Regions from separate parts of the Zea mays genome. Here all the other regions are linked to region 4. A link is a contact called in public Hi-C data. All regions are on one chromosome and are shown on one strand. The core of a region is the stretch at or near the end of the contact, and the rest is flanking DNA. Distances in the headings are between cores, read along the strand shown.

The links. Hi-C and Micro-C count contacts between places; a contact is called where the count stands out from the background.
Region 1: a Hi-C map of root tip shows a contact between it and region 4, with 2.7 times the contacts expected there. The contact joins the promoter of LOC100502222 here to the promoter of LOC100383466 in region 4. A contact is called at or near these places in 2 of 25 Hi-C or Micro-C datasets (root tip and tassel).
Region 2: a contact with region 4 is called in a Hi-C map of bundle sheath, with 2.2 times the contacts expected there. The contact joins the enhancer-like site here to the promoter of LOC100383466 in region 4. A contact is called at or near these places in 2 of 25 Hi-C or Micro-C datasets (bundle sheath and endosperm).
Region 3: a Hi-C map of endosperm shows a contact between it and region 4, with 1.5 times the contacts expected there. The contact joins the promoter of LOC103647243 here to the promoter of LOC100383466 in region 4. A contact is called at or near these places in 4 of 25 Hi-C or Micro-C datasets (ear, endosperm, leaf and 1 more).

The regions. Positions count from the first base shown.
Region 1 is chr2:168,273,566-168,276,666 of Zm-B73-REFERENCE-NAM-5.0, reverse strand. LOC100502222 reads right to left here and starts at 1,763. Exons shown (of 1, transcript NM_001196699.1): 1 at 540-1,763. The coding sequence starts at 1,676. The coding sequence ends at 819.
Region 2 is chr2:167,883,298-167,886,361 of Zm-B73-REFERENCE-NAM-5.0, reverse strand. It overlaps LOC100282883, which reads left to right. Exons shown (of 3, transcript NM_001369247.1): 3 at 1,524-2,106. The coding sequence ends at 1,784. Among protein-coding and RNA genes, the nearest start is that of LOC100282883, 7.5 kb to the left of the region's middle. Within about 2 kb of position 1,706, at least 17 of the 20 cell types and tissues checked have an H3K27ac peak or open chromatin away from gene starts, as enhancers often do. A contact at or near this core is called in bundle sheath, where this site is marked.
Region 3 is chr2:168,001,640-168,004,691 of Zm-B73-REFERENCE-NAM-5.0, reverse strand. LOC103647243 (protein LONGIFOLIA 1) reads right to left here and starts at 1,654. Exons shown (of 5, transcript XM_020548456.2): 1 at 1-1,654.
Region 4 is chr2:168,131,594-168,134,730 of Zm-B73-REFERENCE-NAM-5.0, reverse strand. LOC100383466 reads right to left here and starts at 1,251. Exons shown (of 2, transcript NM_001176114.1): 1 at 1-1,251. The coding sequence starts at 1,249.

The DNA.
Region 1 (3,101 bases), core at 514-3,013, 140 kb before region 4:
GGAGTAGAGCGGTTGTCATCAACGGAACAGACAGACATGCTGAATCATAAAGAAAAACACCACACTTCATCGTCATCGACGGCTGGGACAAGCAGCCAGTTAGCTGTCACTCACTCAACTCTGCCGCGGCTTCTGCCAACGGCCGGCTAGCTACCCTGTCTGCCAGCCATCATGGCCATATATTTTCTCTTCGTCCTTTCCTTGCCCATCCATCCATCCATCCATACCATACCATCTAGAAGTACTGAAGTAGCTCAGCAGTGATCCACAACTACCAAAAAAAAAAGAGCTCCTCAGCTCCCAGGCAGACCATTCTAGTGTTGTCCGTACGGTTCTGTGTGTACGGTGGTCAGTGGGTGTTAGGACACACTAAACTAAGATTTAATCCATATTTTTAAAACTTACTATCTAGGAAATAAAATCCCAACATCTAGCCTAATAATCTAAGAACGACCAAATTTCTGAGCCCGCCAATCGAAGAGACCCCTTTATCTTAGTGGTCCAATTTTGCACTCGAAACCAAAAGGCAAATTTGCACGAGCCAAGAAACACGAGTGAGTCCTCTCTCTTCTCCCTGATCCATCTTCTCGATCCCTTTTTGTGCTGTCTCCTGTACAAGAACAGCATGACGATATCGGAGGTCTCGCCGTCCGTCCGTCTCTCTGGTACTGTAGTCTAAACTCTACTGGTTACTGAGTACCACCAGCAGGCAGCACAGCAGCAAGCATGGAACGAAGGCCTCTGCTCTGCTGATTAACAAAGGAATCTGGGATCGGTCGGCGATTCGTTGTCTTGGTCTTGGACCCCTGCCGCTGAAACTAGTCGATCTCGGCCATGCCCATCACGGCGTGTGCGTCGAAGCCCGACCCGGACATGTAGTTCCGGACCTCGATCCGGATCATCTCCTGCATCATCAACAGGAACTCCGCGCTCAACGGCGAGCTTGCTTGTGCTTGAGGTGTTGGCGGCGGCGGCGGGGATGGTTCGGGCTGCTGGTCCAGCCCTGGCAGGGAGAGGGACAACGACAAGGAGGTTGCTGGAGGAGCCTGCGGAGAAGGCGGCGCCACCGGGAGCAGGACCACGCCGCCCGCGCGCGGCACGGGGCGGTAGTACACGTGTTGTAGCTGCTGCTGGGAGGTGACGGCGGTAGAAGCGGCTGACGGCATCACGGTGGGAAGGCTCTGGTGGCTGGAGTCGCTGAGGTCGGACCCGGACGGGCTTCCGGGGGGCCCGTCGCTGCTGGTGCGCTTGAGCGAGCGCTGGTCGCCGGGGCCGGGGCGCGCATCGGCGTAGTACTCGCGCTTGCGCTCGCGCTCGCGCTTGAGCGTGGAGTTCCAGTGGTTCTTGATGGCGTTGTCCGTGCGTCCGGAGAGGAGGCGCGCGATGGTGGCCCACTTGTTGCCGAACCTGGCGTGCGCGCGGAGGATGGCGTCGTCCTCGTCGGGCGTGAAGGGGCGGTGCTCCACCCGCGGCGACAGCTGGTTGCACCACCGGAGGCGGCACGACTTGCCGGACCGGCCCGGGACGGAGCGGCTGATGAGGGACCAGTTGCGCGCGCCGTGGCGGCGCACGAGGCGCTGCAGGGCCTCGTCCTCCTCGGGGCTCCAGGGGCCCTTGATCCGGTCCACGCCGGCCTTGCCGCCGCCGCTGCCGGACGGGGAAGGCGACGCCGCCATGTTTTACTCAGAAACTGGTTCTTTAGTACTACTGGGGCGTGTACTGGTCGATCCGGATGAGATGCCAAGGATGTGGTGGAAGAGAAGGAAGAAGATGAGACGATCGGAGAGAGGTGGAGTCGGGAGTGAAGGTTGCAGACAGGCAGGGGGAGGAGGATATATAAACAGAAAAGAGGGAGACGAGACGACAGACAGATGGGAACTGGGAAGGGAAGGGAGGACTCCACCGCTCCAGCCGGTGGGAGGTCACCGCCTCACCGGAGCGGTGCGGAGCCGAGGTGCACCGTGCACAGGACAGGATCACAGGAATGCGTGCGTGCGTGGTGTGGTTTCAGATGGGCGGGCAGGAAGGCAGGTGGCAGACGCAGTTGGGGGTGGATTGGGTACAGCTAGGGATGAAAGTAGTAATTCGAACTGTTAGGATAAATTTAATATTTTAAAATAGATATGTATAAAATTTGATATTGATCTTTTTTTTATGTTATCAAGCACATTAGTACAAATACGAATAAAATATTATATAAATTGTTTTATGTTTTATTTGCTCCCTGCAACACAAAAAGTTGAAAAAATTATCGAAGTTATTTCCGAATCCATACCGAAGTTTATATCTATTATTTAAAAAAATATATGATGAATTTGAGGTTTACCTTTTATGAATTTTTAGAAGCTGAATGTTAAAAACAAGAATACAAATTTGTATTATAGATTGTATATCCTATTTATTCGCAATCAAAGAAAAACGACTAAAAACTGATTACCGAATAAATACCGTTTCCGACCGTTTTCATCCCTAGGTACAGCTGGCTACGGGGACACGCGTCCGCACGGCAGCCCGCTCACGAACCCCACCAACTGACCCATCCGTCCGTTGGTCGCTTGCGTGCTGCCGTTACGGCCGTGGGTGGGCTCACAAGAAAAAGAAAAGAATCCGGGACGAAAAAATCTCTGGGGGCTGGGTGGTGGTTGGCTTTGCGTTTAGTTTGGCAGGGACGTGGACTCGGAGAGCTGTCGCCTGTCGGTGTGGTCCGGACCGGCTAATCGGCTTTCTGTCCGAACGGCCATGGATGGCCCCTGCGCCGGAATATGTTTTTTTTTCTTTTTCTAAAATGGAATTAGGTGCTAAAGTGTCTATAGACTAGTCACTAGAACAATCTTCACGTTGCGGATTCGTCTGCCCTTATAAACGACCCAGTCGTCTATGGTAACTTCATTAACATTGAAATTTTGTCTTTAAAAATGCTAGTTGGGGTAGAGTTTGTGCGCATGTATTTTTAGTGATGGGTGTATACGTTTATTATAAGCGTGTGTGAGTTGTAGCGCGTAATTCTAAATCCGGGTGTTGCGATTAACGCATGTTTGGAAGTGCAATATTTATTTTTTTAATAGTTTTCCATACAATACCATGGTTTTATAGGAATGTAC
Region 2 (3,064 bases), core at 457-2,956, 250 kb after region 4:
ACTCCAAAACTGAATTGTGCAAAGGCTAATCAATGGTTGTAGGAAGGTAAAACATAAACGTATTGTGTGTTTTTTGTGGACTATGTTACGAGCACAAAAATCAATCTAAAGGGCACATAAAAATACGGAATAACCTGATATCTGACACCAGTTGATAGAAGGATTAGGCTCGATCTTTTGAAAGGTAAGTCGATTGAGGTGGAGATCTCGACGTTGATGATCCAAGGCTCCGAACGAATTACAAGAGCTCGATGTTGATGATCCAAGGCTTCGAATGAATTACAAGAGCATGAACACGTCAATTAAACATCTAGGTACATTCTTTGGAGGGAAATTAGCAAGTGACTGCAAATGTAACTTATATTGTTTATTGACTTGTAAGGGCACCACAGTGAAGCGACCAGAAAACCTTGTTACCATTGATGGGCCTTATTTTGCACTTGATTTTTTTTATGAGAAAGGAATGTATCAGCTCTCTTGTGTACAACAACAACAAAGCCTTTTTGTCCCAAGTAAGTTGGGGTAGGTTAGGGATGAAACCCAGCAGAAACCACAAGTCTCCTGCGCATTTGAGAAAAAAAACCTTGTTTTGTCGAATTCAATTTCTGATATTCTAAAAGACAGAGAGGCTCATTCCTAGGCTCTTTGTCTCTAGCTGTGTGTTGCTTTGGTGTGGCAACTTTAGACGAAGTTGCACTGTGGGTCACCCTAGAAATAACAGACACACCTTATACTGCATTGAACTGTTCAATCATCCTATGCGTGCACTATTTTCTATTTAAGTTTCTTTTTTGCGAATTTGATTTAGCTTAATAAAATATATAGTTGCTACTCTCTTGCTTCTTTGGTGATTCTTTCTTAGCAGCATTTGAAAAACATTATGAATTTTGGGGATAGGCAACATACAATATGATTTACCTGTCATATGATATTAAAACCATCCATTGGTGAAAGAGAATCCATTTGATTGAGATGCATTCTTGTTAACCCACAACAGGCAGGGTGTCTTGTGGATGGTTCAGAAGTGTCCCTTTGTTACATCACATAAACAATAATTTTTCTGCCAAATTTCTTCAAAACCCGATCTTGATCATCGTAAAAACCAATGAACTCTAACATGTATTTGCAAATGTAGGTTCTTTACCTATAAAGGCAACGAATGCAGTACACAAGCTATGCTGTTATGCTTTCTGAAATGATGGGACATGCAAATCACTTAGGTTAGCCATGCGCCCATGCGTGTCAGTTTTGTTTAATTCTGGTTGTTCAGCTTCTCGTGGCAACTGCGCAAATACAGTTGGGTCATGCTCGCCTCGTTCCTTGTTCAGCTTGAATGATTTTGTCCATGGTTAATCATCTTCAGTGGAAACCAACCGTAATAGATCACCAGCGCTGGTGGGTACTTGGCGCAACACCTGACAGAGCTGCCTGTGTCTGTTCCACCGGCGTATTTTTTTTTGCCCTTCCTAACAGATCCATGGTGTTGAGCAGCTACATTTTTGTTTTGTGTATAAAATAATCAGGTGGTGGTGAAAAACGCGGAGGCATACACCTACGACGACGAGGTGATCAAGCACGCCGAGGCCATCGGGAAGCCAGGCTTGGTGGAGATCACCGCCAAGGAGGACAGCTTCGTCTTCACCGTAGAAACAACCGGCGCCATCACAGCCTACGAGCTGATCATGAACGCCATCACGGTGCTGAGGCAGAAGCTGGATGCCGTCCGCCTTCAGGACGACGACGGCGACCTTGGCGAGCTCGGCGCCCACCTTGGTGGGCCTTAGGAGCTTTGAGCAAGAAGGAATCGCCCTGTGGCCTTCCTCCCTCCCACCTGCCTACGTAGGCCTATCTAACTGCTGTGCGTGCTAGTCGATCGATCGAAACCGAACGGTTCTGATAAACCTTATGGTGTCTAAAGCTCCAGATTTATGGATTGCCAAACACCCAGCACCGAATTCCAGTTTGATTTCCTTGCCCGCCTTGTTTTCGTGCGGGTGACATCTGCGCCGTGAATTTGCATGCTTGCGCGTCTTGTTATTGCTCTGTGGTGTGTGTACTATCTAACTTTTGTGTGTGTGAGGTGAATGCAGAGTTATTTGCAGGTTCCCCAGGCCGGGCCCAGATTGATATGCTGAATGCAAGGCAGCATTTGATGAGGTACATGTAGTACGTAGTACATACTAGTACCGATATTGCCTGCAGGGATTGATCCCCAAAACAGTACAGCTGTAAATTTATGTGCTGAAATTTGGTGATTTCTTGAGTAAATGCCTGGTTGGGTTGGGTTGGTTGTGCGTGTTTTCCTCCGCTGTTGTACGGGGATGAGTTGAACGCAAGTATCCATCAGCCTTGTGGAGCGTGAGCACAAGATGCGCAGCGCCCGTGAAAACTAGCTAGCGCGGCTGTTTCCGCGACAGATCCGAGGTCAGTAGGGATCCTCGTGCGAGTGTGTGAGTGTGATGCATACATAGCCTGCCATTTTCACCAACGGCGTCCAGAGTCACGGGAGGACCTGGCCTTCTCGCAGCGGTTGGTTTGATTTGATTTGCAATAGATCATCATACATCTCTACTCTGGCGCATGGTCGCTTTGGAACGGTACAAGTGGCATGGCAGGCGCTACCGCTAGCCCTAGCAGGGGGTACTGTACGTAGGTAGCCGCCGTGGCAGGCAGGCCACGTAGTAGTAAATGCGAATCCGATAGCACCAGCTTGTCAGATTCGCGCCGATACGGATGCTGGGCGGCTGACTGACTGGTCAGTGGCGTCCCCCCTGTGCGCTGCACACGCTTTTCCGGTGCTGTGCTGCGCTGTGTTCTATCATCCTCGCTACGCTTACACGGATGATTTTGGTGGGTGACGGCGGGGGAAGGAGAAAGAAATGTCACATGAAAGCCAAAGACAGCGTGGATTCGTCCATCAGGTGCGCCCAATTCAATGGCGCACACGATGCATGCAAGCATGGTGGTGGAAACCCCGTGCTGTGTGACTGAGAGGCAGGCAGGCGGGCGCGGCACGCAAAGCCTGTGCGTGAGTTATGCTCGTTACACGCAAATGTCACCGTGT
Region 3 (3,052 bases), core at 405-2,904, 130 kb after region 4:
AAAGGTTCCAAATTTGCAAGGACTGGTTTTTGTCGGTGGCTGATTTGGAGATAGTAAATGGGGCTGTGAAAGGACGGTTCTTGGTGTATCATGAGCAAGCACCTTTTCGTCCAAAAAAAACAGGCAGGTCATCATCAGTTTAAACCAAAACAACCAACACTCTGACCGGAAAAAGTGGTAACTCATCAGTTACCAATAATCCCCAACACACAAGTCTGGAGCATGAATCTGCAGGGACTTAAACCTGCGGAGCACTTGGGTACAGGCTGTTTTCCATACTAAAATAAAAAATACAACCTGATCTAATCTAATATGTGTCTTCAAAAAGCTGAGTCCTTTATTGGGCACATCCCAAGTAAAAGATACCAGGCAAAGAGATGGGGTAGAAATAGACGGCATAGATCACGGCTGGAAGCACGGAGAAGCAAGAATGGCTACACACACACACTGAAGCAGGGCACAGCCGCACAGGGGATCTCCAACCTCGCAAGAGAAGAGAAAGCAGAGAGTGAGGAAGCGGGACCTGTTGGGGGAAGCAGCCTCTTGTGGGAGGAGGAGGCGAGAGGGTGGCGGCGGTCGAAGGCCTGCAAGATCCCGGTGACGCAGCCCACCTGGCGGTGGAGGTCCTGGCGCCTGTCCTCCGCCAACGCCCCCGGGCCGAGGTACTTGGCCGGCATCCTCCGGCTTCCCCTTCCCACTCTCGTGGAAAGACGAAATAGGAGGCGCAAGCGCAAGGGAACCCGGAAATGCAGGAGGCTGCCCTCCTCTGCAGCAGGTCAGGAAGAAGAGGAAGGTGTCATCTGTGGCTGCCCCGCCGCATTTCTCGGAGGAGTTCCGGGGTGGGGCTCGCCGGAGAGGGAACGCTCGTGCCTCCCTGAGGGTGGGTGAGCATCAACCAAGGAGGCCACAGCCACCGGACCGCTGCTGCCTCTCTCACTCTCGGTCACTGTCCAGCACTCCAGCTCCAGCTTCAGCCCTTCCAGGTTCCAGCTAGCGGGATGGGAGGATTTCCGGTGCCTTCTCCTCCTTCCTTCCGTGTCTGACTTGTTCCTACTGGATGGAAGTGGAGGCAGCCTTGTGACTTGTGTGAGGAAGATTACAGAAAGCGAGGACAGAGCGGGGTCGGCATCGCACTGCTGCACGCCTGCACCTGCATATGACCTTGCCTTCTTTTTTTTTCTAACCCGATCTGAAAAATAAAATATTGGGGTGCTTGGAGATTAAGGTGAGGTGACAAGTCATGCTCCTGATAGCTGCACCTGCAGTTACAGAAGGAAGGTGGGGGCGTGGGGAAGACTTTAGACTTGACAGGCAAAATATGATGGTTGGACGCGCTGGCACTGCCATGGCCTACTCTTGTGCTTGCTGGGACCAAACCAAACCACACCAGGACAAGCCATTGCAAGCTTCTCTCTTTCTCTCCTCCTGTCCTCTCAGCAGCACCCCCATGTGCGCCATCTCTGTCCATCTCTCGGCACGCGTGTACGTGTATACCACTATACCCCCACCGATTTGGCATCTGGTGGCGAGAGCTGTGGAGACGGCAACCAAGACCTGTGAACAATTGGTTTGTTGCCTTGTTGGGAAGAAAAATCCCTGGTGTTTCCTGATAGTCAGGAAAAGCTAACTGGCGGCGGGATTTGCTGTCAATTTGGACTACTGTGTTGTTTCATTTCAGTGCTGCACTGCACTGCATTATCTTGTAAATTTTGATGCGCGGGGGCACCGAACGAGCAGGGAGCTGCCACTAACGGATTAACCAACAGTGCATTCATGGTGTCCATCTATGAGGCTATCTACGGCACCTTATCTATCATTATACTCATATTTAAACTTCAATCTACGAACATTGTAGTTTACAGTGCAGAATAATATAAAATAATATTTTTGGATAAATTTTGGGTAAACTACTGCAGACGGCCTAAAGAGAAGACCATACGTCCACACCACAGTACAGTACCAAGTCGTGCCAACCGATGACATTTTCTTCCCAACCCGTGATGGCGAACCTCATCGATCACCATTGTTCCCTAAACTTGAACTCAATAATGGGACTGTTGAGCAGAAAAAAAAGTCTGTGCGGACGGTCTGGTCCTGAGGCCAGACGGTTCGCTGTTCAGACTGTATGTCGTAACGACACAGACTGTCCGTGCGTGCGCAGAATCAGTTAGGGTTCTGGATTTCTTGCGGTATTTCTTAACTTAAAAACCGACTTATAACATGTCCAGACCTCCTCCTTTATATAGATGAAGGGTTAAGGCCGATTGAACCCTCCACAATCGATACACTCAACTCTAATTATTGTTTTTATCTTATGTATTATTAGGAGTAGCTCTAGTTTAGCCCTAGTTTAGCCTTCATATACCTCAAATCTCTATCTCTCTTCGGCTCTACATCGACCAAGGACATCTTAGGTGGCCTGTCGACACCAAGACACCCTAGGATCTCTCCACCCGACGAGGTCCCTCCCGGGAGGCGAGATCTTGGTCTGCTGCAAAGAAGACGATGCTCTGCGTCGTCGTGGATCGTCCGAGCCCCAGGCGCGGACCGTCCGGACGTACACAGAGGAAAGAGGAGGAGACGTTCCTGCGCCCAGATCACGAATCGCTCAGCCCTGTTGCGAGGACCGTCTGCGCCTCCGTAGAAAGCATCGTCAGGCGGTTCGTTCTAGTGTTTGGCGTCCAGATCGGCGCCAACACACTTTTTGGCAACTCCGCTGGAGACCAGATGTCTAGATCTACTAAAAATCAGGCCCTCAAATGGGCCGGTTCTAAAGATCACACCGATATCTTCCCGTATGAGCGAAGCCAGCTTAAAAACCATCCTGGTGCACACTCTATCCAACACAAAGGAAACCATACAATTTAAAAGGAAATACATAACAAATTTAGGACAGATATTGACAAAAATTTATTTTACTCTGGTGCCTATGCACTAGGGAGAGTCAACGTGGCTTCGCTACTATCTTCCCGAACAATATTCTGAAGATGGCCGTTGAAAGTCTAACGGCCGATGGACAACAACAATACAAAGACTACATGCGTCAAACGAA
Region 4 (3,137 bases), core at 2-2,501:
TCCGGCTGACAGCGTCCGGAGACTCGTCGGGATCCGGCTTCTTGAACACGACGCCCGTCCTCTGCTTCGCCGCCACCTCCTGACGCTGCCTCTTCCTCCTCACCTGGTAAACGTACATGACCACAACGAACAGGACGGCGATGCCAGCCACGTCACCGGCGGCGATGGCGACGATGGTAGCAAGCCGCATCCTGCCGCGCTGCTCCCCGGACGCCGACGCGCCTGCGGCACTGCTGGAACCATCGCCAGGAAGCGCCTCGGTAGGGTCCCTGGGTATCGCCGCGATGGCCGGCGGCGACTTCGCGGTAGCGTTCGGGGGCTGGGGCTCCGCGGCAGCAGAGGAGGAGGACGTGAAGCCGCAGAGGCTGTCGAGGGGCCTTCCACAGAGCTCGGCGTTGCCCTCGAACGCCGTGGGCCTCTGCGCCGAGAACGGCGGCACCGACGGGATGGCGCCGGTGAGGTTGTTGTAGGACAGGTCGATGGTGACATTGGCCGGCAGACGCGAGGCCATGTCCGACGGTATGGCGCCGGCGATGCCGTTGGAGGACAGGTTGACGTACCGAAGCGCGGCGCCGCCGAAGTCCGACGGCAGGGTGCCGTTCAGCAGGTTGGCGCTGACGTCGAGCACCTGCAGCGCCGGGAAGCCCCCGCGGGGGAGCGTGCCGGAGAAGAAGTTGTTGGCGAGCGAGACAGCGGTGAGGTTGGGCAGCAGGGTGAGGTTCTGCGGGACGGCCCCGGAGAGAGCGTTGCCGGCTAGGTTGAGCGCGCGGAGGCTGCGCAGCTGGCCGACCTGCTCCGGCAGGCCGCCGGTAATGCCGTTGCCAGCGAGCGAGAGCACGCGGAGCTCCGGCGCGCGGAGCAGATCGGGCGGGATGGTCCCGGTGAGCGCGTTGCCGGAGAGGTCGAGGTGGCGGAGGTTCTCGATGAGGGCGAGCTCCCTGGCGACGGGGCCGACGAGCTGCGCGTTGGGCAGGACGACGCTGACGACTCGCGAGTCCGGCGAGCAGACGACGCCGTTCCACGCGCAGGGCGTGACGTCGGCGTACCCCCAGCCGGAGAGGGAGCCGAGGGGGTCGGAGGCGAGGGATTGCTTGAAGGACAGCAGCAGTATGCCGTCTTGGTTAAGCGCCGAGGCGAGGCATAGTAGCTGTAGTAGCGCTAGTAGTCGCAGCAGTGGCGTCGAGCTGGTACTGGTAGTGGCAGTGGTAGGGAGGCGGAGAAGGCGAGGGGCGCCATTGGTGCCGGCCATGGCGGTGGAGGTGAGGTGAAGCCGTGGCATGCAGCATGCATGGAGGTTAAGAAGAGGAGGGGTCGGCAATGGCGATGGTGGTGCGGGTATTGCTTTAGCTAATAGCTCGGATTTGTTGGGAAGGTGGTGTGGTTCACCAGAACAATGGCAAAGCAAGGAGAGGACTCCGGGCGGGATACTCCAGAGCAAGTGGAGTGGAGAGTAGAGAGAGACTAGGGAATGGAACAGAGGACAGGGAAGGAAAATAAGAACTGATTAGTGATTACAATGGAGACTGGATCACCAGAGACCTCTCCCTCCCATCCCTTTCAGCCAGCCAGCCAGTCTTGAGGGTATCAAAACGAGCCAAAGGGAATGAGAGGAAAATGATGTATCGTCCCATCGGGTCATGGAGTGGAGACGGGAGTAGGGGGAGGATCTTGACATGGATACGGTACCCCCTACTCCTACTCCCCATGCCGTGCAAAGGGCAAAGAAAGAAGAGAGCAGGTTGATCCGTTGATGCATCACGCACGCCTGAGTACTTTTGTTTTGTTTGTCCGCTTTTTGGACTCCTCATGCATGATGTGGACGCGATGGTACAAAGGTTGATGCTCTTCCAGCTTTGCTCCTTCCTACCTTTCTAGGAGATTGAAAGGAGCGGGAAAACAAGCACAACAGAAAAACCGAGAAATTTTATGCCTGACAGAAATTAGACAAAACCAACTGAAGTTAATTGATTTTCGTCGGTTTTATCTATTTTTTTGTTGGATTTTCGCCGGTACCTGTTAAACGACGAATATTAGTAACTTTTTCCGGTCGTAAATGGTCGACGGAAATTAACCTTGACGTGTAGTAACTTTTGTCTGTCGTGATTAAGTCGATATAAGGATTAACTAGCTTGTGTCGGTCTAGTGACTAGTGAGAAGCCGATGGAAGTTAACCAATCATAACTATAGATGAGCATGTAGCCCAGAGCACGATAGCCCGGCACCGGCACGAGATCCGGTTTTTTGGCCCGGCCCAAGCACGGCACGGCCCAGTTGGAGTCATGCCCGGGCCGGCCCGGACCAATTAACCAGGCCGTGTCTGGGCTGCCGGCAGCGCCCGCCGGGCGGCACGGCGGCCCGGTATCGGGGAGCGGGGGCATAAGCCCGGCGCCCGGCCTCCCTCTCCCCACTCGGCCACTCCGCGCTCTCGGCTCTCCCTCTCCCCAATCAATTCGCTCTGCACCGCGCCTTCGCCCGCTGCTTGCTTACCGCGGCACCGCCTCACTGTCGTCGTCGTCTCTGCCGGATCTTCGTCACCAGCTCCCCTTCCGTGCGGCGCCCCTCTCCAGACTCTGGCTCTCCCTTGGTGGCTCGGTCCCTCCCCAATCGAGAAATCCCTAACCCTAATCTCCTCTTCTCCAGACTCCGGCTCTCCCTCCCACGTCATCGTCTCCGGCTCCGGGCTGCGGCTTGGCAGATACGTCCCTCTCCGGCTCTCCCTCTCCAGTCGGCAATCCCAATCCCTAACCATAACCCTAATCTCCTCTTCTTCGACTCTCCCTCCCGCGTCGTCCGTCGTCGTGCACTTGACCCTCGTCTTTGGCTTGGCAGGTATGTCACTCTCCGGCTCTTCCTCACCAGTCCCCAATCGGCAATCCCTAACCCAAATCTCCTCTTCGCTGCTTGCTTGTGGGTTTTGGTAGGTCGCCGGTCGACTATGTCGTGGTCATGCTAGTGCCGCCAGGGCCGTTGAGGTACGGTGCAGAGAAAGGATTGGGCTATGGATGACGACGACGACAACGGTCGATACCCTAGAACCATCAACGACGAGCTCGTTGAGTTAAGGCAGCTTCCCGATGACGTCGACGACACGGGAGATGCTGTTGCTGCCTTGTTCGGTGTCGATAGCACTCATAATG